Regions from separate parts of the Mus musculus genome. Here region 2 is linked to region 1. The links are chromatin contacts, called in public promoter capture Hi-C maps. All regions are on one chromosome and are shown on one strand. The core of a region is the stretch at or near the end of the contact, and the rest is flanking DNA. Distances in the headings are between cores, read along the strand shown.

The links. Promoter capture Hi-C pulls out the DNA fragments that hold promoters and counts their contacts.
Region 2: a contact with region 1 is called in a promoter capture Hi-C map of neural stem cells. The contact joins the promoter of Tmem250-ps here to the promoter of Dipk1b in region 1. A contact is called at or near these places in 4 of 39 promoter capture datasets (the 3T3-L1 cell line, hippocampal neurons, neural stem cells and 1 more), 6 of 484 Hi-C or Micro-C datasets (B cells, the N1E-115 cell line, cortical neurons and 2 more) and 1 of 115 datasets of contacts at active chromatin or transcription factors (large pre-B cells).

Annotation. Positions count from the first base shown.
Region 1 is chr2:26,626,232-26,629,774 of GRCm38.p6, forward strand. Dipk1b (divergent protein kinase domain 1B) reads left to right here and starts at 2,226. Exons shown (of 5, transcript NM_019833.3): 1 at 2,226-2,468. The coding sequence starts at 2,406.
Region 2 is chr2:26,139,144-26,142,758 of GRCm38.p6, forward strand. It overlaps Tmem250-ps (transmembrane protein 250, pseudogene), which reads right to left and starts at 1,363. Exons shown (of 2, transcript NM_001256521.1): 1 at 996-1,363.

The DNA of each region.
Region 1 (3,543 bases), core at 976-3,475:
AGAGGTGGCTCAGCAGTTAAGAGCACTTGTTCTTGTAGAGGTTCTAGGTTCAGTTCTTAGTACTCATGTGGCAACTCCAGTTCCAGGAGATCCCATGCTCTCTTCTGACCACTAGGGCACCAGGCACACACGTGGCACACACACTTGTCCTGTTCAGAGGACCTAGGGTCAATTTCCAGCACCCACATGGCAGCTCACAAGTGTCTGTAACTCCAGTTCCTGAGTGTGGCATACACACACACACACACACACACACACACACACACACACACACAAACACATACACATTGATGTGCATACAAATAAATAAATCTTTAAAAAAAACCTTAAAAACAAAAATAAAACAAAATCTTATAAAAAGTAAAGTGGAGAGAGTAAAAACCTGACAGACCTTTGGCTTCCACACACACACATATATGCATACACACACAAACATGTATACACACATGTGTTATAGACCTTACAGATGGCCATTGTACTCCCAGAAGACCAGACTGAAAAATAAAAATAATTACTCATTCCGCAAGTCCGTGACACCAAGCTTCATGTTTTCTCTTATGAAAAGATTTGATTATTTGTGTGTGTGTGTGTGTGTGTGTGTGTGTGTGTGTGTCGGGGAGGGGAGGGGAGTCATGCGTGGGGAATGGAGGTGCATCATGTGTGCACATGGAAGGCAGAGGTGGGTGCTGGGTGCTTTCTTCGATCACTGTCCACCTTTTCCTTTGAGGCAGGGTCTCTTCCTGAACCTCAGGCTGCTTTCTCAGCTAGGCTGTGAACCAGCAAGTCCTAGCAACCATCCTACAACGGCTCCACTCAACCTGTAACCTGGGTTACAGGTGTGCGCAGGATGCTCGATCTGCTACATGGATGCTGAAATTTGAATTTCAATCTTTATGTTTTCACAATAAGTGCTTTCAGCTGCTGAGTCATTTTTTTCAGCCTTCCCGTCACCACACTTAAACTACATTGTTTATCTGACCTGCAAAATCAAGATTGAAGACATAATAAAATAGTCAAACTGCTTAAGCAGCTCGTTTATAATTGGTGCGATAATGAAACAATCCCATGTTTCCCTTCTTTTTTCTCCTTCCTTCTTTTCTCCCTCCCTCCTTCCCTCCCTCTCTCCTTTCTTTCCTTTCTTCTTTCCTCTCTTCCTCCCTCCTTCCATCCCTTTCTTCCAGCCTCTCTCCCTTCCTTCCTTCTTTCCTTCCTTGAGGCAGGGTCTCCCTTTGGGCTTCTGGCTAGTCTGGAATTTGAAACATAGGCCAGGCTGGTCTTTCTGCTTCTGCTTCTTGGTTTCTGGGACACAGACTTGATGCTATTTTCCATTTGTTTTGTGACCTGCTCCTGGCTCTAGTTCTCTTCAGCCTTTCTAGCTTATAAATCCAAACCCTTCAGCTGGGCTCATGGGACTCTCGCTCCACTTTTATGAAGAGAAGGTTGGCCTGGTTCACTAATTGCGAAGCAATTAACATCCTTAAACTAAAGCTGTCTTTTATCATTTTGCAAGGCATATATATATGGACAGCACTGGGGCACAGGGGAAGGCGTATTCCCTGGGAATGCATATGACATCGCTATAGAACCCCTAAGAAAGGTGTGGGTGAGGATTGAGGGCAGCTGATGCGCATGGTGGACGGTGCATTCTGGCCATTGTCTGCTAAGTTCAATAAGCCTCTAACTAAGGTCAGCTGCTGCTTTCCTAATCACCCTAAATGGGAGTCACAGGAGAGGGGCGTGTCTGTCCATGGGCAGAAATCAGAAGAAACTGGTTCTCAGGAGTAGTTGCTGACCGCGTGGGCTGTGGGTCCTTCCCTATGCCCCGGTGCAACAAGGGCTGAAGACTCTCGGTGCCAGAGGTGGTGGCCTCAGGACTGACTAGCCTCACCTGCATACTGGGGAGGGATGGGGGCAGATCCATCAACGTCTTTTACCCTTGAAAAGGTGGAAGAAATGCGCAAGCGCAGGCGGGGACCTTACAGGTCCTCAGCGCCAGCCTGCCCCGGTGTTTCATGCTCACACAGGGTTGCCGTAGCGGGTCCCGGAGCTCTCGGGAGGTTGGGGGTGGGGGGGTGGGGGGTGGCGTAGGTCCCCAGCGGGAGAGCTAGACTAGCCGCGGGGCCGCGCGCCAGTCCTCCCACGCGCGTGCACGCCCCTTCCGTTTGTCTCCACACGCGCGCGCACGCCCCTCTGTCCATCTTCCCGCGCGTGCACGCCCCTCCTCCAGGCCGTCTCCCCGCGCGTGCGTCGCGGTCCTTGCTCAGAAAGGCACGCGCCTTGCCTTTAACGCGAGCCGAGGACGAGCGGCCCGCATGGAGAGCGAGCGGCGGCCGCTGCGGGCCTGGCCGGGCTGGGGCTGAGGCCGAGCCAGCCGCGGGGTTCCGCAGCCGGGGCCGGAGCCCATCATGCGGCGGCTGCGGCGCTTGGTGCACCTAGTGCTCCTCTGCCCCTTCTCCAAGGGCCTGCAGGTAAGCCGCAGCCGGCCAGGTGCTACCACACGGGGAGGGGCAGGGCGTGGGATGGCGAGGGTCGATGGGTGCACGCGGGTGCACCGGAGTCCTTTCTAACCTTCGCAACTTAAAAAAAAAATTCTGGAATAGCAAACTTGGCCAGCCCCTGGCCAGTTCTTGAGACAGCTGGAAACAGGGGCTGTGGTGACCTTGGGCCAGTGGAGGGCCAGCTCCTGTCTGCAGAAGAGGCCCCTCCCCTCATGCTTTGAGGTGATGGAGTCAGGCCTCTGGGCTCCAGCCGCTGGTTGCCACGGTCCTTAGAGCCTACAGGAAGGAGCCAGCCCTCACCAGTCTAGCCAAGGTCTCTCTGAAGGGCCGTCCTGAGGATGCTGGAGGATGCCTTTGTCCTGGGGCCTGGCCTCCCTTAGACTGTTTTACATAAAGGATGAGGACTGAAGCCTGTTGGATGCAGAGCTCTTCCAGGCCCAGATGCCCTTGTCTGCCCTCTTCCAGAGGCAGTAGCTTGTGCTGTGATCCATGCTCAGGCCTAGGTTGGGTTCGTGACCTGAGGTGTATGGGGGACCCTTCTTGTGCCAGGAGATGGGGTGTACCCATACCCCTAGCCCTGAAGCTAGGCCCTGACTCAGCAATGTGTGGACCCAGGAGTGGCAGGAGAGGGGTTTGGGCCAGTTCCCAGTGGGGCTGGTTCAGAGAGAGCCACTGGCTGAGCCCTTCCTGCCCCAAGCCTCAGTTTCCTGCGTGGGAAACACTAGGGCACCTGCCACCTGGCCCGGGTTTCCTGGGCAGGGAGTTTGCTGTGCAGTTACTATCCCTGTAATGACCTTCCCACCTTCCATGTGACTTTTCTGGAGCTGGACTGTTCAGCCTCGAAAATTATGGGCCCAGGGCTTGCCAACTTGTTCCCCACTGAGTGGCAGAAATCTGTGCGAGCTTTTGAGTACCACTGTGGTGAGTCCCGCCCCGGGGTGAGCAAAGACTCAGGGATCCTGGAGAAGAGCTGCGTCAGACAGAGGCCAGGTAAACCATCAAAGCTTAGCCAAGGTAGTCTAGGGGAGCCACCTGTGCCAAGGTG
Region 2 (3,615 bases), core at 113-2,612, 490 kb before region 1:
ACAGTAGTGCTCTAGCTAAGCTCACTCTTTAGTTTCTTGAAGACCCACACACCCGGCTACTGGTTGCCCAGTACTCCCCATTACTTCCATAGTGACTTATAACAGTCCCCTTCAAGGACACTCCATGCAGAGTCACAAGAGGACTGGGATGAAGGGGGTGTCCACATAGCAAGCCCCTAAGGTTACTTGCTGGGCCTGAACTTTGGCATTATTTTGGCAGGTTACCATCTCACCTCCCACTGATCTTGCTCCGTAAATTGAGGCACCAAGACCTCTTCCCTGGGGCTGCCTGTACACAACAAAAGCATTACTGGCTTATCTAGGCTGGACATAGTGTCAGAGTTCTCCAAACTGGGACACAGAGAGGAGAAATGGCGTGTGGTTCCTTGTTTCACCAAGCAATTGTCATTCGCAGCAGCCTATGTTAATTTGCATATGGGGGAAAAAAAACACTAAATTTCAAACTATGGGACACTAGAGACCAAAAGTTGGTAACAGGACAGGGCAACATCGCCAACAGGCTTTTGCGACTTCCACTCCAACGGCTTCTGTCACCGCCGTAGGTCCTGAGCAAATGGCCGCCAGCGCAGCTGCGGCCGAGGCGCAGTGGGAGGAAACCTGTCCCGAGCCGGGGAGGCTTAGCTATGTTTTACCCAGCTAGACAGGGCAATGGCCTCATTCAGGCGTGTCACTGGACACCGCACAGGAGGGGGATGCGGTCTGCAGCAGGTGTACTCGGGTGGAGGTGCATGCCATGGCGCGGCCCGGCGCGGGGCACGCGTCTCTGAGCACGGGACCCTAGAGCAGGACATCCAGCTCTCCAAGGCCCGCTAACTCGGCGCGTGGAGATACGACCCTCACTAGCCATAGGCTACGCGCGACCCCGGCCCTCAGCCCGCGTTTTCTGCGGGCGCCACTTCCGGTGTCGGGGCGCCGTTGCCGTGGAGACGGCCCTTAGGTCCGTGGCCGGTCCCCGCCCGTCCTCGGCGGCTCACCCGGTGCCCTCTCCGTGGCGGTGCCGGTGTCCGGAACCATGCGGCGGGCCGACGGTGCTGGGGACCGGGCCTGCGGCTGAGCTTGTGCCCCGGGGGTGCGACGCCAAGGCGGGCACATGCCGCCGAGGACGGGGTCGCTTCGCGCGGCCCTTCAGTTGCCCCCGGCTGGCTCTGGCCCGGAGGGGAGGGCGCTCCCGGGCCGGGCCCGAGGCGTTTGTCCCAGCGTGGGAGCCGTAGTGTTGTCCCTCGGCGGCCACCGTAGCACGGTCTTCACGCCCCCTCCGCCCGCGACGACACGGTGAAGCCTCGCAGCGCCCACCGCGGGCCCGCGCGGAGCATCCAGGAATTCCTCATTATCCGAGGACGCGCACTAGCGTGCGCGCGCCGTGAGCCGACCGTGACGTCATTGGCCCGCGGCCTCAGCCGGAGCGTGAGTTTAGCTCTCCCGCGCAGGCGCAGATGGGAGAACTAAGGGCGAGGAGGCTGGTCCTCTCCGTGTCAGTGCGCGTGCGCGAGTGTGGGAGGGGCTTTCTCGCTGTGGTGTGAGCTTGTCTCCTTTCTGGTGGTGCGGTGGAGTTTTTCCTGTGTCCCAACGCGCGCCGCTGGCACCCAGAGAGCAGTGACGGTTGCAGATGAAGCGATCTCGTGCTTTAGGGGTACTCGCTGTAGAGCACAAGGATCCTGGAAGCGCCAAAAGAAAGAGTTAAGCTGGTGTGTCACCGGTCTAAATGACCTTGCCAGGTTCCTGCAAGCAGGTGTGGTAGGTTTCAGTTAAAAGTTGATGTGTGCGTTTGTTGCTAGGATGTGGAGAGAAGGTTGGGTCAGGCCATCATCCCATGACGGACCGGAAAGTAGCCTTACAGGGTTATCCTACATTGACCCTCCTGCTTACCCAGGCGTCAAATGCAGGCTCCCAGGGAAGAGAAACAGACCCTTTGCAGGAAAGGGGAACCTAGGGCTGGCTGCAAGGCACCTTTGCACTTCACAGGGAACACTTGGAGGCCCCAGCCCACGCAAGACCAAGAGCAGCTACAGGCAGTGGCATGTGCACATCCTGCCAGTACAGCCCACAAATGAATGAATAGATGTAAAAATAAGTGAATGTGCCATATGTCATTATACTCTCTTTTAATCACAGCACTCCAGAGGCAGGCGGATCTCTGTAAGTTCTATGCCAGCCAGGTCTTCTTGGTGAGAGTATGTCAAACACATCTTGGGTCAGTGAGATGGCTTGTGGGTAAAGGCACTTGCCACCAAATTAACAATCCTTGGTACCCACATAACAAAGGTGAAAATTGATGCCCTCCTGTTGCCCTCTGACTTACACACACACACACACACACACACACACACACACACACCATGCACACAGAAGTAATGCTTACAATAAGTCTAAGTCAACTGGAGCCCCTGGACTATGTGACCCTGTCTCGAAACAATAAGAAGCATTTCCTCCCCTGGCCTGAGTTTCTGTCACCCTGGAGTGATGATCTTCTGTTTTCTTGATCGTCCCCTCCTTTAGCTCCCCCCTTGGTTCTGTCCCTACTAGAGATGTCCAGTTTCTCTACTTTTTCTGTCCCTCTGTCCCTTTCCACTTGTTCAGCCCTGTTGCTCCTGTAAGAGCCCTCAGAGTCCTCTACACCTCTGACTTTGAGGCTCTCTCCCTCTGAGGTTGGGCAGGTAGCTGCTGCTGACAGCTCTTGGCCTCTAATGTTGGACCACTGGACGGAGACTGAAAGCACCCTGAACGTCTCACTAAAGGATGCTTCTTGTGACCTCTACTCTCTTGCTTTCTGCTAGTTCTTGGAAGTGTTGGGTACCACCACCCACGAACTGATTCCAGAATGATCCAGACCACAGCAGGGTCATCCCCAAGGATAGGATCCAATCTCAGTTGTTCTGTTTGCTATAGGACAGTCCCGCCATAGAAAGTCTACCTGAAGTCTGTCTGTCAGCTTCCACCCTGCTATCTGCTCTGGGCTTCTCAGTGGGCAAGCACTGGACAGTGGCCTGGCGCCACCTGCTGGGACTGTGCACGGCATGTCCCAGACTTTTTTTAAATTTTTATTTTATTTTATTTTATTTATTTATTTTGGTTTTTCAAGACAGGGTTTCTCTGTGTAGCCTTGGCTGTCCTGGAACTCACTTTGTAGACCAGGCTGGCCTTGAACTCAGAAATCTGCCTGCCTCTGCCTCCCGAGTGCTGGGACCACCACACCTGGCCCCAGACTCTTAAAGACCTACAGAAATGAGAGGAAGGTATAGTCCAAACCCAGGCACGGGGCCCATGGGACTGAGGCCATCTCATTTGTGTCTGTGGCTGCCTTGGTGCCATCTTTACAGAACAGTCAGAGCCGGGTAGCATCAGGACCCAGTGGCCTTCGTGCTGTCCGCACTGCCTGAGAGTGGGTGCAACCCTCACTTGAAATGATGCTTTCCTGCCAGGCAGTGGTGGCGCACGCCTTTAATTCCAGCACTTGGGAGGCAGAGGCAGGCGGATTTCTGAGTTCGAGGCCAGCCTGGGCTACACACAAAGAAAGAAAGAAAGAAAGAAAGAAAGAAAGAAAGAAAGAAAGAAAGAAAGGAAGGAAGGAAGGAAGGAAGGAAGGAAGGCTGTTTT